3 separate regions of the Mus musculus genome follow, and all the other regions are linked to region 1. Evidence: chromatin contacts called from public Micro-C and promoter capture Hi-C data. All regions are on one chromosome and are shown on one strand. The core of a region is the stretch at or near the end of the contact, and the rest is flanking DNA. Distances in the headings are between cores, read along the strand shown.

Region 1 (4,953 bases), core at 840-3,339:
GAGGGAGAGGAGCAGCAGAAAATAAAAATTGTTTTCTCGAGTCTTCCTGATTTTTTAATGTGAAGAAAGAATGCTTTCGTCAGGAACTCTTCCTGGATCTTTCACCAGGGATAGAGACATCTTTCATTTTTTCACAACATGCGGCTCCTCTTCCTTTAACACCACAGTGGCAGACACTCCTGCCTCCTTTGCACCCCCCCCCTCCCCAGGTCTGGGTAGAAGAGAGGCTTTGAGAAGAGTGACAGGCTCCCTGTGGTAGGTCTGTGCCTTGTCACCAAGCCTCCTAAGCTCAGGTCTGTGGTAGCCACAGGAGAGCTAGCTCCATGCTGTGTGGCTGGTGACATTTCCGGCTGCCAGTGCCCAACCAATCAGTGACAGACTCAGCTAGCCAGGACGATGACACATGAAATATGATAATTTTCTCTAAAGAGTCTGGGAGGGGAGGGGGCTGGTTTTGGCTGGGAGGGTGAGGCAAACAGGGCTAGGTAAGAGAGAGCCAGGCATGGGTTTCAGTGGTCTGCCTGGCAGGACCAGAAGAGGAAATGAGAGCTGGGGCTAGAGCTGGAGGGACCTGTCCTAGAGTGGCCCTAGGCACAGAGTGATGGAGGAGCCTGCTGATGGTCAGGAGCAGGAGGCAGGTAGCATGCCCGGGATGATCCTCTGGGGCTCTTGGCTTGAAATAAGGCTCTTCCTTTCAAGTAAGAGTAAAGTTACTTTTTGTTTTTTCTCAGTGGTACCTCTTTAAAAGCTAAAACAAAACTGGATTAGATGCCATCTGGGTGGCTGAAGTAGTTGGCATGCACAGTTTAGGCTGGGGGTGGTTTATCTCCCTGCACTGTTGTTCAACCTTCATGCTCAACTTTGTTCCAACCTCCCCCCCCCAGACCCCGCCCCCCCCAAAAAAGTTAAAAACAGAACAATGACAGCAATGAAACCTTGCTAACAAAAATGTAAAGAGGAGCCAGATCAGAATAGTCAAATACCAAAGCCCAGGTGGCAGTTTCAATTTCCGATGTAAGTAGAAGAAAACCTGTCCTAGAACGGGAACTGGGGCTGAATCTCAAGGTGGATCAGAAATGGTGCCAGAACCATCCTGTGGGCTGGGAACACCTTTCAGTTCCCTGAGACTTGGGCAGGGCAGGGCAGGGCAGGGCAGGGCAGGGCAGGGCAGGGCGGGGCAGGGCAGGGCGGGGCGGGGCGGGGCGGGGCGGGGCGGGGCGGGGCAGGGCAGGGCAGGGAGGCATGCTCTGGGATTAAGCTGGAGGTGGAGGGTGAGCTTCAGTAGACACTTCACTGCCTTCAGCAGTGACACTCTGGCCCTTCAGGAGCAATAAGGGACCCCAGAGGGGTGACCCCTGTTTTGAAAAGTCTGCCGAGAGTCTGACCTATTAAACATGAATGTTTAGAAGTGTTCATGTGCAGTGCTATTCATCATTGGGAAGCCCATCATGCAACAAACATGTGCTTCGCATATATCCTGTATTTGCATATGTTTCTCCCACCATGTAATGTATTATCCATGTGTGCAGATATATGGATGTCAATGAACATTGTTACTGCCTGCTATTTGCCCTGTGTGGCAATAGGCCTGGTGCTGCCTGCCTTCTTTCAGTATTCCCAGCCATGCTATTCAAGTGATAATTGGTGTACTGTATCTTTAAAAGGTTAAAACCCCTTAAAAAAAAAAAAAAAAAAGGTCTGGACTCCTAGTGGAAAAGACAAGCGGGGCATGGGTTGGCTCTGGATTCAGAAAGCAGCTGCTGATTAGATTCTGTGTCTGCGGGCTGAATTTATTCCGTGTTTCCAGCAGGAATTCAAGAGGGATGCTTCTGTTTGGGTTTCTGATCGTGATTTATATTTATTCAGAGGAATAACAGAGGGTGGATCTGTTCCCGGCGCGAGCATGCTCACCACCAGCCGACTCTCCCATTATCCCCCTGCCTAGTTTGGTGCTCCAGTGTACATGAGTATTCCGTGTGCATATGTGTGTATACAAACACGCATGCACGCCTGGATGGACAGACATACGCACAGGTTATTTCTTAAGAGCAATTCCTTCAATAAGGTCTTTACCCCTTACTTGAAACAGGTGTTTATGAAAAAAAATGCACAATATCCCGACTGACCGGAATAATTGAAGAAGGGTGCTGGATCCGTGGGTCAGAGAACACACAGGACCAGCTTGCTACCCCAAGGCTGAAGGTAGGGGACTCTGGGTTTTTATTCCGCGGATGGATTCCTTGCGCTTTATTTTTCCCTGATTGTGTTTTCTCCCGCGGCCGCCACCGGGAAGTGCCACAGTGCTGGGATTCCATTTTGTCGCTGCCTTTCTCACGCCAGGTGTCTGGGTGGCGGGGCTGGCAGGGTGGCCACAGTGTGCGCGGTGGTCTGCGCGCTCGGCCTGGCTGGGGGAGCGCGAACCTCAAGTGACCCCCGCGCGTCAATCACTCGCAGCCGTGGCTGGGCTGTAACCCTGTGCGCGCCGCGCGCCCCCCGCGATAGCTCGGCTGCGTTGCGCTGCAGACCTGGCTCCTGGGCCAGGCTGCTGCTCTAGGAAGGGTCAGGCCCCAGAGATGTCTATTAAGTGCTTGGTAGAAGGATCATTTTGGTCTGATGCTGGGTGCCAGGACCGAAGGGAGAGATTTTTCTCCCTGCTCGCAATCCTGCCACCCCCTGAAAACGATTCCACGGGGGTGGGTGGGGGGTGAGGGGAGAATCACACCTTGTCAGTCCTCTCCCCAAAGCACACTACACCACACCAAACTGAAGTGGGAGTGGGGGTTGGGGGAATGTCTTGCCCTGTCACTAATAAAGCAGGTGCCCCTTCCTAGATGTCCCACATTTCACCATATTTTAAAATGGGAACACTGCTGGTGACAAACGGCCCCTGGGGAGGTGATGGGCAACCAGACTGGTGGCTGGGACAGAAGTAGTGGAGTAGAGGAACTCAGAGATCTGTATGGACTTCCTTGAAGCTGGCTGGTTTGGTTTATACTGCTTGTCAGGGTCAGGACCCTTTCTGTGGCTTGACCTGCCCTTGAACTTTGGGGACAATGTTTGCACAAGAGCCTGCTGGCTTAGAGGAGTGGTACTGTGGTCCTCTTTGTGCTTTGCATCTCAAAAGTTCTGGCAGCCTTTGGTTTTGCAAGGCGGTAGCCAGGTGCCCCGGAGATATCAGGCATGTTTTGATTTTTTTTTTTTTAACCCAGGCTTGCCTTCTGTTGTTGGGGTGGGGGTGGGGAGTGGAGGGATGGGAGAATGAGAACAAGGCATTTGTTGAACTAACCTCTACAGAAGTGTTCTCCAACCCATGTTTATGTAATTATGTAATCCCAACTAATGATCAGACCCAGTGCCCAAATACTAGCATCAGCCCTCTGCACTCAAGTTGGGTGCTTTTGTTGTTTATAATGTCTTTATGTAATTATGTGTGGGATGACAGCAGGAAGCATGTGGGGACAAGGAAGAATCATTTGAACAATTTGAGGGTCAAGAACACAGGCAAAGAGCAGGATTCTTGCTTGAGGACAGAGGTCTCAGAATTGGGTTGGTGTTGATCTCAAACTTTCCCACTGATTTCTGCCCAGGTGATGCTTGTCTGAACTTTGTGTTGTAATCTCACCCCTCTCTGTTCATGGAGAAGGATATAGCCACCTCTGCGGGGCCCTCAGGTTCCTAACTCAAGAGGATAAAGGACACTGGGTCTAGGGTAGCCACTTAGGTGCCTCCAGAGGAAGGGCCAAAGAAAAGTCTGTCCTGCTCGCTGTGGAGAGTTTTTCTCTGGGGTGGAGCGAGCCCCATGTTGGTGGATCTGCTTGAGTGCAGCCTTGGGAGCTGGATGCCCTTTCCATCCTTGCATTGCAATATTGGAGGTTTTACAAGGTAGGAGGATAGCTGTCCTGTGAGGAGCTCTGCAGGCAGGAGAGTTTAGTTCTCCCTTCCACCCAACTCTGTAAAGTACCCACAGTCCACAGAGCTCTTAATATAGAGACCGAGATCATGTTCCTTATCTGTTCCTCCTGGGGCTGGTGGGCAGGTTTGTTAAACTGGTGACTACATCTGACCTCCTAAGGCTAAAATTATTTTCTGGTCCTCAAGACTCTGGTACAGCAGTTGGCTGGTGGGGGCGGGGGTGATGGGAGCGTTGTTGCTTTAAAGGCTAACTGCTACTGTGCGCTCTGTAGATCAAGATGTACTCAATTGGCACTATTGTCAAGCTGTCTCCGCCCATTGTATTACAGCAGTGGCCACCCTCCTCAGAGTGCAGAAGTGTAAGCTGCTCTTGGACCCCTGCCAAATGAGCCAGGGAGGCATTTAGTGTGTGAAAGGTTCAGGCAAGAGGAGATACATTTAGTCTGAAGTCCTGGCAGATTCCAAGATTCAACTTGATGGAAGATAACATTAAGAAAGCTGTGTGACAACTAGATAGCTTTCAACTTGTCTTTCTTCCTGCTCAGCAAGTTCCTTGGTGTCTTTCAGGGTTTTATTTATTTATTTATTTATTTACTTATTCCCCTAGGCCCTGACAGACCGGTTTCCAGTCTACTACCCAGGGCACATTTTACCACTCCCTAACTGTACCAGGACAGGCAGGGCAGGGAACCTGGCTCCCTGAGCAAGCAGCTCTGCTCTTCGTCTGTAGCACTGGTGGAAGGACTAGAACTTTGAGAAGAGGATGAGATAGATCAGAAAGTACCCTGAGCTCTGCAGCTGGGAGGCATTGTAGGTGCCACCCAGTCTGGACTGCACAGCCGTGAGGTGTAAAGCAGAGAGACAGCCATCACCAGGCTGTGGGTGTGAACTTCACCCTGATTCTATTGTTGGTGCGAATTTCAGACCCTCTTTCAGGACTCAGCATTTAATTTAAAATTCTAAGCGCCTTGCTAAATGCACTTAGAAAATCTGGAGAAATCATTAAAGCTGGGCAAAAGGGTTAGGGAAGTTTTTTTAACC
Region 2 (4,953 bases), core at 1,094-3,593, 590 kb after region 1:
GGTTTGCCTTACAGAAGTCTTGCAATCTTCTTTTTGTTTGTTTGTTTTTTGTTTTGTTTTGTTTTTTTGTTTTTTGAGACAGGGTTTCTCTGTGTAGCCCTGGCTGTCCTGGAACTCACTCTGTAGACCAGGCTGGCCTCGAACACAGAGATCTACCTGCCTCTGCTTCCCAAGTGCTGAGTTTAAGGCATGCCACCATCGCCTGGCAAGCCTTGCAATCTTATGAGGTCCCATTTTCAATTCTTGATCTTAGAGCATAAATATTGGTGTTCAGGAATGTTTCCCCTGTGCCCATGTGTTCGAGGTTCTTCCCCACTTTCTCTTCTATTAGATCCAGGGTATCTGGTTTTCTGTAGAGGTCCTTGATCCACTTGGACTTGAACTTTGTACAGGGAGAAGGAAGGTCCATCCAGAGACTGCCCCACTTGGGAATCTATCCCGTATACAGTTGCCAAACCCAGACGCTATTGCAGATGCTAGAAAGTGCTTGCTGACTGGAGCCTGATATGGCTGTCTCCTGAGACGCTCTGCCAAAGCCTGACAGATACAGAGGCAGATGCTTGCAGCCAACTATTGGACTGAGCATGGGGTCCCCAATGAAGGAATTGGAGAAGGGACTGAAGGAACTGAGGGGGTTTGTAGCCCTATGGGGGGAGCAACAGTGTCAACTGGCCAGACCCCTCCCCCCCCAGCTCCCGGGGACTGGATCACCAACCAAAGAGTATACAGGGAGGGACCCATGGCTCCGGCCATATATGTGGCAGAGGATAGCCTCGTTGGACATCAGTGGGAGGAGCGGCCCTTGGGCCTTAGGGGTTTGATCCCTCAGTGTCGTGGAATGTCAAGGAGGGAAGGCATTGAGTGTGTGGGTGGGTGGGGGAGCACCCTCATAGAGGCTGGGGGAGCAGGGATAGGATAGGGGGTTTTTGGAGGGGAGACCTGGAAAGGGGATAACGTTTGAAATGTAATAAGGAAAATATCCAATAGAAGAGAGAGAGGAAAAAAAATTGAAGTTCTAGTGTAGATGTGCAAGGATCTGCCGTGCTTTGGCTTCCCTTCATTCTCTAACATTAACAGCATCACCACCAGATTCCCAGAGCCTCTCAGACTCTTGATAGCCATCCCTGCCACACCTTTGCTCTCAGTCTCTCCTCATCCTGAGAAGCCTTTCTTTGCAGCTTCCTCTAGGAACCAGATTGAATGAGCTTCGGGCTAAGTAAGGGCTGCTTTCCCGGAACTCTCTGGTTCTGGTGTGAGTTCCATAGCTGTGATAAAGACCCCTACCAAAAGCAACCTGGGAGAGGAAATGGTTTATTTGGCTTACACTTCCACAACATTGTTCATCTCTGAGGGAGGTGAGAACAGCAACAGGGAGACAGGAAATGAAGCTAGGCTATGGAGCAACATCCTTTATTGGCCTCTCTTTATACCACCTAGGACCACCTCTGCCCAGGGGTAGCACCTCCCACATCAATCATTAGACAAGAAAATGCCCACCCAGACTTTGCCTATAGGCCATTCTGATGGAGACTGTTATGCAACTGAGATTCCACCTTCTGAGATAAGAGTAGATTTGTTTCAGGCTGATAAAAATCAACCAGCATTTCCCTTAACACCTGACCTCCAGGCAAGAGCACAGCCAGTAAAATTGTGTGATCTTGGAGACGTAGCTCTCCCCCCCACCCCCATGAACTTCAGTTTCCGCGGGCTAAAACATAACGTTCTTGAGACACAATTGTGTGTGGGGTGGGGTAGCATCATTGGAAGGACCCTAGCCACTGTAGTACCTAGCACGCTAACATTCAAAGCCTACTACGGGGCAAAAGTGAAGGCCTGCTTTTGTTAGTCTTGTTGCACCTTTTGGGGCGCACTGGTTTTCTCCTCATAGTAGTTTTCCTCCCGCCTGCGCATTGGAAAGACTAAAGGTGCGAAGGAACTCTTTTAAGATTACTCCACAGCCGGCCACCAGCTGGGTGGGGGCTGAGGGCCGACGGGATTCGAACCTGGGACCTCAGAGGACGTCATTCACTTGTCTGGGAGACGCGAGCAATCCAGTGGGTCGCGGCTTTTTTTTTTTTTTTTTTTTTTTTTTTTTTTTTTTTAGGGCTGGCGGTCGCGAGGCGGGGGGAAGGCGCGAGGGGTCGCCCCTTCCCGCCGCCCCGCGCGCGCGCGCGAGAGAACCCAACGGCCGCGGCGCGCGCCACCTCGCGGCAGGAGTCTCTGGCGGGCGGGGCTGGGCAGCTCTCGCCCCCGCCCCCCGCCCCTCGGCCGCCGCCGCCGCCGCCGCCGCCGCCTCGGTGGAGCCCCCCGCCTCCCGCCGCCGCCTCAGCCGAGCCGCTCTCCAGAGCCGTCGCCCGCCCCTGCCGGCGTCCTCGCTCGCTCCCTGCGCAGCGGAAACATGGCGGCTGGATGGGAGTGAGCCGCCCGCGCCCCGCGCCGCTGTCGCCCTCAGGTAAGCGCCTCACTGCCACCCCCGGCCCGGTCCGGGCCCCTCAAGGCCCGCCTTACGGCCACGGGCTGGAGCGAGTCCCCGCCCGGTGACCCTGGTGTCTGTGTCCGCGGCCCTCCGGCGGCCGTGTCAACCCGGCCAGAACCCCGGCGGCCTGCGCCGCATCTGCTCGGGCCCAGTGTCCGGCGGCGGCCTGACGCGTCGGGGTCGGTCGGGGGCGCGGCGCGCGAGTCCCCGCACAGGGCCCCTTCCGAGCGGGGAGCAGGGCTTGGGGCGGAACCGGGAAGCCTGGCTCGGGCCCAGTGCGGGGGCTCTTTCGGGCTGCTGGGACGCGTCGCCAGAGAGATTCGCCTGGGTCCCAGCAGCGGAGCACCGGGGGTCGTGAACACAGTGGGCTTGGAGCTTTCTTCAGGGGTCCCGGGGCTGGGGGCGGGGTGGGGGAGACTCACTTGTGTCACCTGCCTGGAGCCGGGCAAACACCCGGCGGCTACAGAAGGTTTCGAACCTGAGACAGGGAACGGCGGACAACCTTAGAGCACAGCAGGGGAAGGAGTTCCCTAGTAGATAGGTGAACCCCAAAACATACCCCAAAGCGAAGAGATCTGAGAGTCATCCAGGCTCCCCCTACTCTTATCCTATTCGGGAAGGAAGTTATCTTTAAAAATTCCAAATAATACCCTAATAATTTGGCGAACCTTTTAGGACGGCTCTCCGTCCTAGTCCTAATAACCTTTCTAAAGTAAGGCCGTCCAGTCTGGTCCTGGATGGATTTGGTTATAGGTAGAAAGGAACGGCTGTCTCTCGTCTTTCTGCTTCGTTTCCTCTTGGGCAGCTGTTAAGAGTGAAGATAGTAATCGTGTCCCCTGAGTCTTATTTTGGCTAACTCCCAATTCCTTTAGTCTTTTTCTTTACTCTGGTCTTTGATCCGCTCCTTTGATGAGCACTGGTTTGCCCATATTGCCCCCACAGAAGAGCTTCTTGTGAGCAGAGAGACCAAGCTCAATCATTTCTAAGGGAAGAGCTTTGACCCTAAAGGACTGACCTTAAATAAAAAGTACTCTCCCTTCCTCATTTTCGTACTGCGTTGAACTTAGCGGGTGGGGGTAGGGAGGGGAGAGGGAAAAGCTGTATAGTAGTAGCATGTGTTCCCCCAAGCTAAAAGAGATCATCCTGTTTTGTGGTTTCTCTTCCTTTGAAAAATTGAACACTTCATCAAGTGAGCTAATGTATATCAAAAGATTGTACAGTGTAATATATCATGCAGATAAAAGAGCTTATTATTTTTGCTCTAAAAAGGACTGAGACCTAGATTGGTGCCAAACTGCAATTTAATATTTGCTTGGAGAGAGAACTGCCTTATGACAATGAACTCTGCTTTTTTTCCCTGCCAGCAGAAGGCCTCAACTTGCTGTGAAAAAAACACTTTCTGTTGCTCATTAAAAAAGCATTCCTTTTTTTTCCTTTTTTTTTTTTTAAAGTTTAATTCTTAGCCTTGGTGGTACGTAGGGTTAAAGTACTTAAAACGGATCTTTTATTAGTTTTTTAGACCTTTGCCTAAGCATCCCTGCAAACAAGTAATTTCTTAAGCCCATTAGGGAAGTGATGGCTTTGTAGATAAAATGCTAAGATCTGTGGCTGGGACCTCATTCAAGATCTGAGCAAAGTTTCACTGTTTTTGTAACTAAGGCAAGCGCATACCAGCAGTCAGAACTGTGTTTATCTTTGTACTTATGTCTTTGTTTTTTGAATTGGTTAGTGGTTTTTAAGTTTGTAGCACATAAGTCAAAATTTTAAAGGTGTTGCTTTTTAATTGTGTGTGTGTGTGTGTGCGCGCGCGCCCATGGAGGCTAGAGGAATAAGATTTCTCTACAACTGGAGTTATAGAGAGTTGTAAGATAACAGTTGGGTGCTAAGAGCTAGGCTTGGTTCCTCTGGAAGAGAGATACATGATCTTAAACATTGAGCTATCTCACCAGCTCCACACATGTCAGATTTTAATTTCTGGAATGTTAGTTTGTGCAAATACTGTTTCACTTTTGTGTAACTTGTTAAAGAATTATATGGTGCCATTCTGTACAGAACTGCACCCTCCAGGGTAAGGATTCAAAACTGGGAAAACTCTGATATGAACATTACAATGAAATTTAAACTTGCTGTATTGTAACCTTTATACTTATATACTACCATGTGTCAGGCATTGAGTTATGTATGGTGTAGACTGGACACACAGATAAGTGGGACATTTGTAACATTGTGGAGCTGGACCAATGTGGTGCTTACACAGGCTAGCTCAATAAAAGTTAAGCACTGCATGGAGAGTGAGGGCTTTTGAACTAGCCAGGCTTTGAGGGAAGGCTATGGGGAGGGATGAGCCTAGGCTCTGGTGATGAGGGGGCCAAGAGGAGTAGAATATGCCTTAGAGAAAATAGAACAAATAAAGGAAAAGTAAGAGAAAAGGATTGACCCCCACAAAACCCACAACACTTTGTGACTGCCAATAATGT
Region 3 (4,953 bases), core at 1,356-3,855, 560 kb after region 1:
CCCTGTTATGCCTCCCTGGCTCTTGTGTTCTACAGGGACAAGAGTGGTCTATGGAACACTCACAGTTGCACAATGTGGTCCTCTGAGACTCATCTTCAGAGAGCACAGAAGTTCATCTGTGGTTGACAGCAAGCTATGAGTTACTCTACAGAGAGGACAGTAGAGTAGCTAGCACATGGCTGACTGAAGAGAAGCGGCTACTCTTTCCTTTCCCCTCACATCTTTTTCCTCTAGCACTGTTCTCTGAATTTCTTCAGTGGCAACTGTTTCCTTCCTTAGGGTTTGATTTTGGAAGAATCCCAAGGTCAGAGGGTCAGAGGGTTAGCAATGGAACCAAAGAGGGACACCTGCAGGGACACAGAGGGGAGGGCTTCTTTCCTGTTGGCCCATGCAAGCCTTACATGGCTTCCTCTGCAGAGGTAGGTTTGCATCTCCCTAAATAGGTGGTCATTGTGGAAGTTCAGAGAGGAGGACTCTGGCTTCTGCGGCAGCCTGTCATCTGTGCCAAGCCAGATGTCATAAACAGGATGACACAGCACCTATTCCACACCCCCATCCCTCTTAAGTGAGTGAAGCAGAGCCCTGCCTGCCTTCTGCTGCTTGCTGATGGACATAGGGGAGTTTCAAGGACAACTCAGAAGGTTCAAACTAGACAGTGACCTTGGCAGTATCTAGCCCAACTCCCTCCTTCCGCACTCTCCCTTATCTATAAGGAGAAGAAAGCCAGAGGGAGCAAGCACCACCCAAAGTCTCCTGACCCTCACCCCGTGTCCTAAAACTGCCCTGAGACACAGCTCTGCCTAAGAGGAGCTAACAACTCCTCTCCTAGGATTTCCTGAGAATAGCTACAGCTGTGAAGGAAAGAGAGTAAGCCTAAGAAGAGATGTAGGGTGGAGGGAAGGCTGCCAGCTAAGAGAAATGGACAAATCAAGGGATGCTACCCCACACTTTGAGCTCAAGGCCCTCCCTGCTATGGAGCCCTTCCTCAGCAGAGGCCAGCTAGACAGCCACTGTGTCTTTGGCTCCCCAGGTGACCAGGCAAGCACATCTGTCTTCAGCATCTTCATCTATGAGCGAGAATAAGTACTGTCTCATATCTATCCCAAGACATTCACCTTGCCTGTAAGGGCTATAGCCCACAGCAGAACCTGATAGCCATAGTGACAGAGGTGCTCTGTGCCACCAACTCCCTCAGGGCCCAGGGCAGGTGCAGAAAGGGTCTCTAGCTTAGGGTTTTTGCCTCAGTCTCCCATTAGATCCACTCTCTGGATCATCTTTGCCCCTCCATTTCCCCCAAATCTTCTAGCCTCCTTTAGCAGTTGCTCATGGGAGACTGAGCCTAGGAAGGTGCGCCACCTAGGGGCCCTTGGCTTCCACTGTAGCATGAAGGTACAAGGAAGGAAGTAGCAGGCAGGGTTGGCTCCATCTGACTTCTGGGCAGTTAAGAAAATTCAAAACGGGGAAAGTGGAAAATCAGACAGCAACAACACGACATAATCCAGACCAGATCTCAGGCCTTCTGATCTAGCAAGCTCTTCTTTTTGTCTCCGTGTTCCAAGGACATCTGGGTAGAGGGACATTCACCCATTAAAGTAAGAGTAAACGATACTCTTTGGTGGCACAGAAGTCCTTTTAAATCACTGGGAAATGTTCTCTGCTTGTTTCCATGAAGATTTGGAGTGGACTGGAGTAAGCTGTGGGTGGGAAAGGCCTGATGGAAACCGCAGGGGACAAACCAGGGCCTGGCTTCATCAAGGACTTGGCTGTGTGACTCCAGTTGCTGACCAGGAGAAAGTTCCAGAAAAGTAGCAAAGTGGGATCAACTTCCTTCTGTGTTCTGAATAAAATTTGAAAGCAAGCATGTGACTCACTTTCAAGCAACCACTGGGGCCATCTGCCCCTCCCCCACCAGTCTAGGACAAGAGCCAAAGTTCTTGCCTCCCTCCCTCCCCTTCCCTCCTCTCCCCTCCCTGACCTTTATCTTTCCCACCCCCATCCTCCCTTCCCACCCACTGTCCCTCATCTATACCCCCAACTGCTACCGGCCACCTCACCACTCTTCTGGACCCTAGGGGTAGTTTTTGCTTTGGCCTCTGCCTGCAGTACCTTCTGTGCAACCCTCCCTCCGATTGCCTTCAGGGTTTTAATTAAATGTCACCTTCTGGAGAGAGGTCTTCCCTACCTGAAGCTCAGCACCTGCCCGGCTTTCTCAGCCTTAGCATTGTTCTGAATGTACTTTTGTCTCCGTCCTGCCTGCATTCAGTCTGCCCGTTGCTGAGTTCTGAGCACAGAGTAACTCTCATTAAGTGTGTGGATGACTATTCAAGTAGTCATTCTAAAAAGAAAGTAAAAACAGAACGCTGACCTACCCCACAGACTGCCCTTGGAAACTCAGAAAACAGTTAACATGCAAATGCTTCATTTGAGAAACCCCTGCCTTTGAGCATTCACTGGTCCCTTGGGCACTAGGAGACAAGGGAAGGCATGGCAGTGCCCCTCACCCCTGTAGATAATGAAGTGGAAGCATCGCCCGCAGGCTCAAGGGCTGGAGGGGGGCCCACAGCTGGTCCGGGTATTGCTAAGAGCCCAGTCTGTAGGCTCAGCCGCTGCAGAGCCATCTCCTTCCCACGCTGCAGCTTCTGTGGAGTGGGGGACCTGGAAGCACTTACGCCAAAGCACTCTGCTGAAGTATTGTTCTTCGCATAAGCACAGCACTTAAGTGGCCACCCAGTCGGCTTTCAGAGGGCCATCTCAGGGGACAGACAGAGCCTTTCCTAACATGCGTGAAAGCTTATTAGGCACCAACTCTATGGCAGGCTAAGAGACCAGTCCGGGGCTGAGGAGACCAGCTGCTCAAAGCACCAGGGCTGGCTTCCCAGAGCAGAATCTGTCCTCCTGGGGGAGCTGAGGGCAGTGGGTGGACTTGGAGAGAAGTGGGGAGGTGTGGGCAGGGCAGCACTTGGGCCAGGTATAGAGAGTCTAGGACTGAATCCCAGCTTCTCAGGCAAGTGAACTCTATCTCCACTGGCCAATTTTGAGGGGCTAATTTTACCCTTCTCACGCACTGTCCTCTATGGACTAGTCTCTGATGCAGCTCCCAGCAAACTATGTTAGCATGTGTGCCCCAGGGGAGTTTTGCTTCCAGGGGACATTTGGCAATGTCTGGAGACAGCTTTGGTTGCCACCTCTGGAGGATGTGACTATCCAGAGATAGCAAATGCCAGAGATGCTAAACATCTCTTATGCTGCACAGCATCCCTCAAGGATTACCTCGCCTGAAATGTCAGTTGTGACAAAGTAGAAAAGCCCACCAGACCAAGTCCTAGAGAAGCAGGATATGTGCACATGCTGGAGTCTCCTTTACACACACACAGCGCCCAGGGTGTTGCCTGGAATTATATCCTTGAGTGCTTACTGATGGATGTGGACCAAAGCAGAAAGCCTCAGGGTCCACCTTGCTCTGGGCCTGTGATTTAAAACCCTCTGGTTTTATCCATCAGAGCGCACAGAACCTTCTCATTGACAGGCTGACAGATCTGGGGTTGGAGGTCAGAAGTGTCCTCAGGAAAGGAGGACTCAGGTCCTGCTTGTATGTGTTTCCATTTCTCCCTGAAGTTTCCAGCCCCTGCTATGCCTTTATACACCCCCTCTCAGATGTCTTGGAATTGGCCTGACATAACTGTGAGCTTAGTTCTCCACACACACCCTCTTTGAAGAGCCTTAGTGAGTCACTTTATTCTCCCTTCTCATCTGTAAACTGGCGCCATGATACCTGACCTGCCCCAAAAGCTTGTGAGCCCACACTGAGGGCTGGACTGGCATGGACAAGACTCTATCCTAAGCAGGACAAGTTGGGTACTTCAGGTTGGAGAGTTCTGATTGCAAGGGCCTGGCTAGACGGAGCAGCTTATGGGGCAACTCTGATTACCACGACCTGGTCAGGCCAGAACCACTAAAGATACCCCAGACACAGGGCCCAACCAAGTCAGCAGCAGGTAACCCTGATCTAAGACCCAGGCAGATGCTCAAGGTCTCTGAGTGGGGCAGCACTTGGCATATTCACTCACTCTTCTTCCTGTTGTGAACACTTGTGGCACATGTCATATTCACTGTTGTCCCCAGCAGAGCCCGACCAGATCTGCATCCTGTCCTAATGTCCTCACAGTCTTACTTGACACTTGGGCCAGCCCCTCTTGGAGGAGATACATTTCTAAAGGAACTGAGGAACATGGAGGTAAGGCATCACGAGATTGAAGCCTTCCTACTTAGCAACCCTCCCCCTCCTTCAAGAGTTCTAGGCGAGGGCCCTGACACCCAAATGAATTTCATGTCACCCTGTAGGAGGGAAGAAGGGAGCCAAGTAGACAGCTTGCTGAGGCTATAACAAACAACCTGAGGTACTCAACTCATGAAGAGAAAACATTTATTTCAGAAAAATGTTCTGCAAGTTCTGACCCATGATCCATCAGTTCCACTGCTTTAGGCCTGGGGCAAGAGTGTGTGTGCCCGGGCAAAATCAGTCGCCTCACTACCCAGGCAGCCAAAGCAGAGGAGAGAAAGGGCCAGCGCTCTACAATTCCCTTTGGCGTCAGTCTTTCCATGCTCTAAGAAACACCCATTAGGCTTCCCCTCCACAGCACCTCCCTCCTAATACCACCGTGTAAGAGACCGAGGCTTTGATACATGGGCTTTTGGGAGACATTCAATATGCAAGACATAGCAGAGTCAATAAACACAGTATTTAGCCTAAGCTGGCCTTGAACTCTATGTAGCGAAGGCTGAACTTGAAATTGTTCATTTCCTACTACGCAAGACCAGAAGCTACAGGGATGCACCTCTATGCCTGGACATATATTTTTAAGTGTGTGTGTGTGTGTGTGTGTGTGTGTGTGTATGCACACACATGTTGGTATATGCACTTAAGCTTTGACAGCCTCCACATCCCCAGCAATT

What was found. Promoter capture Hi-C pulls out the DNA fragments that hold promoters and counts their contacts. A called contact is a pair of places that touch in the nucleus more often than the background predicts.
Region 2: a contact with region 1 is called in a Micro-C map of embryonic stem cells, with 5 times the contacts expected there. The contact joins the promoter of Scmh1 here to the promoter of Hivep3 in region 1.
Region 3: a contact with region 1 is called in a promoter capture Hi-C map of hippocampal neurons, with 4 times the contacts expected there. The contact joins the enhancer-like site here to the promoter of Hivep3 in region 1. A contact is called at or near these places in 3 of 39 promoter capture datasets (hippocampal neurons, liver and stem cell-derived epiblast-like cells), 1 of 15 datasets of contacts at CTCF or cohesin (the NIH/3T3 cell line), 1 of 484 Hi-C or Micro-C datasets (cortical neurons), 2 of 115 datasets of contacts at active chromatin or transcription factors (astrocytes and stem cell-derived neural progenitor cells) and 1 of 9 other capture datasets (adipose tissue).

Annotation. Positions count from the first base shown.
Region 1 is chr4:119,812,589-119,817,541 of GRCm38.p6, forward strand. Hivep3 (human immunodeficiency virus type I enhancer binding protein 3) reads left to right here and starts at 2,090. Exons shown (of 9, transcript NM_010657.3): 1 at 2,090-2,202.
Region 2 is chr4:120,403,005-120,407,957 of GRCm38.p6, forward strand. Scmh1 (sex comb on midleg homolog 1) reads left to right here and starts at 2,344. Exons shown (of 18, transcript NM_001379185.1): 1 at 2,344-2,452.
Region 3 is chr4:120,367,501-120,372,453 of GRCm38.p6, forward strand. All of the region lies in intron 3 of Gm36574 (a long non-coding RNA gene), which reads right to left. Among named protein-coding and RNA genes, the nearest start is that of Gm36574, 27 kb to the right of the region's middle. Within about 2 kb of position 2,606, at least 73 of the 459 cell types and tissues checked have an H3K27ac peak or open chromatin away from gene starts, as enhancers often do. A contact at or near this core is called in the NIH/3T3 cell line, astrocytes, hippocampal neurons and 1 more, where this site is marked.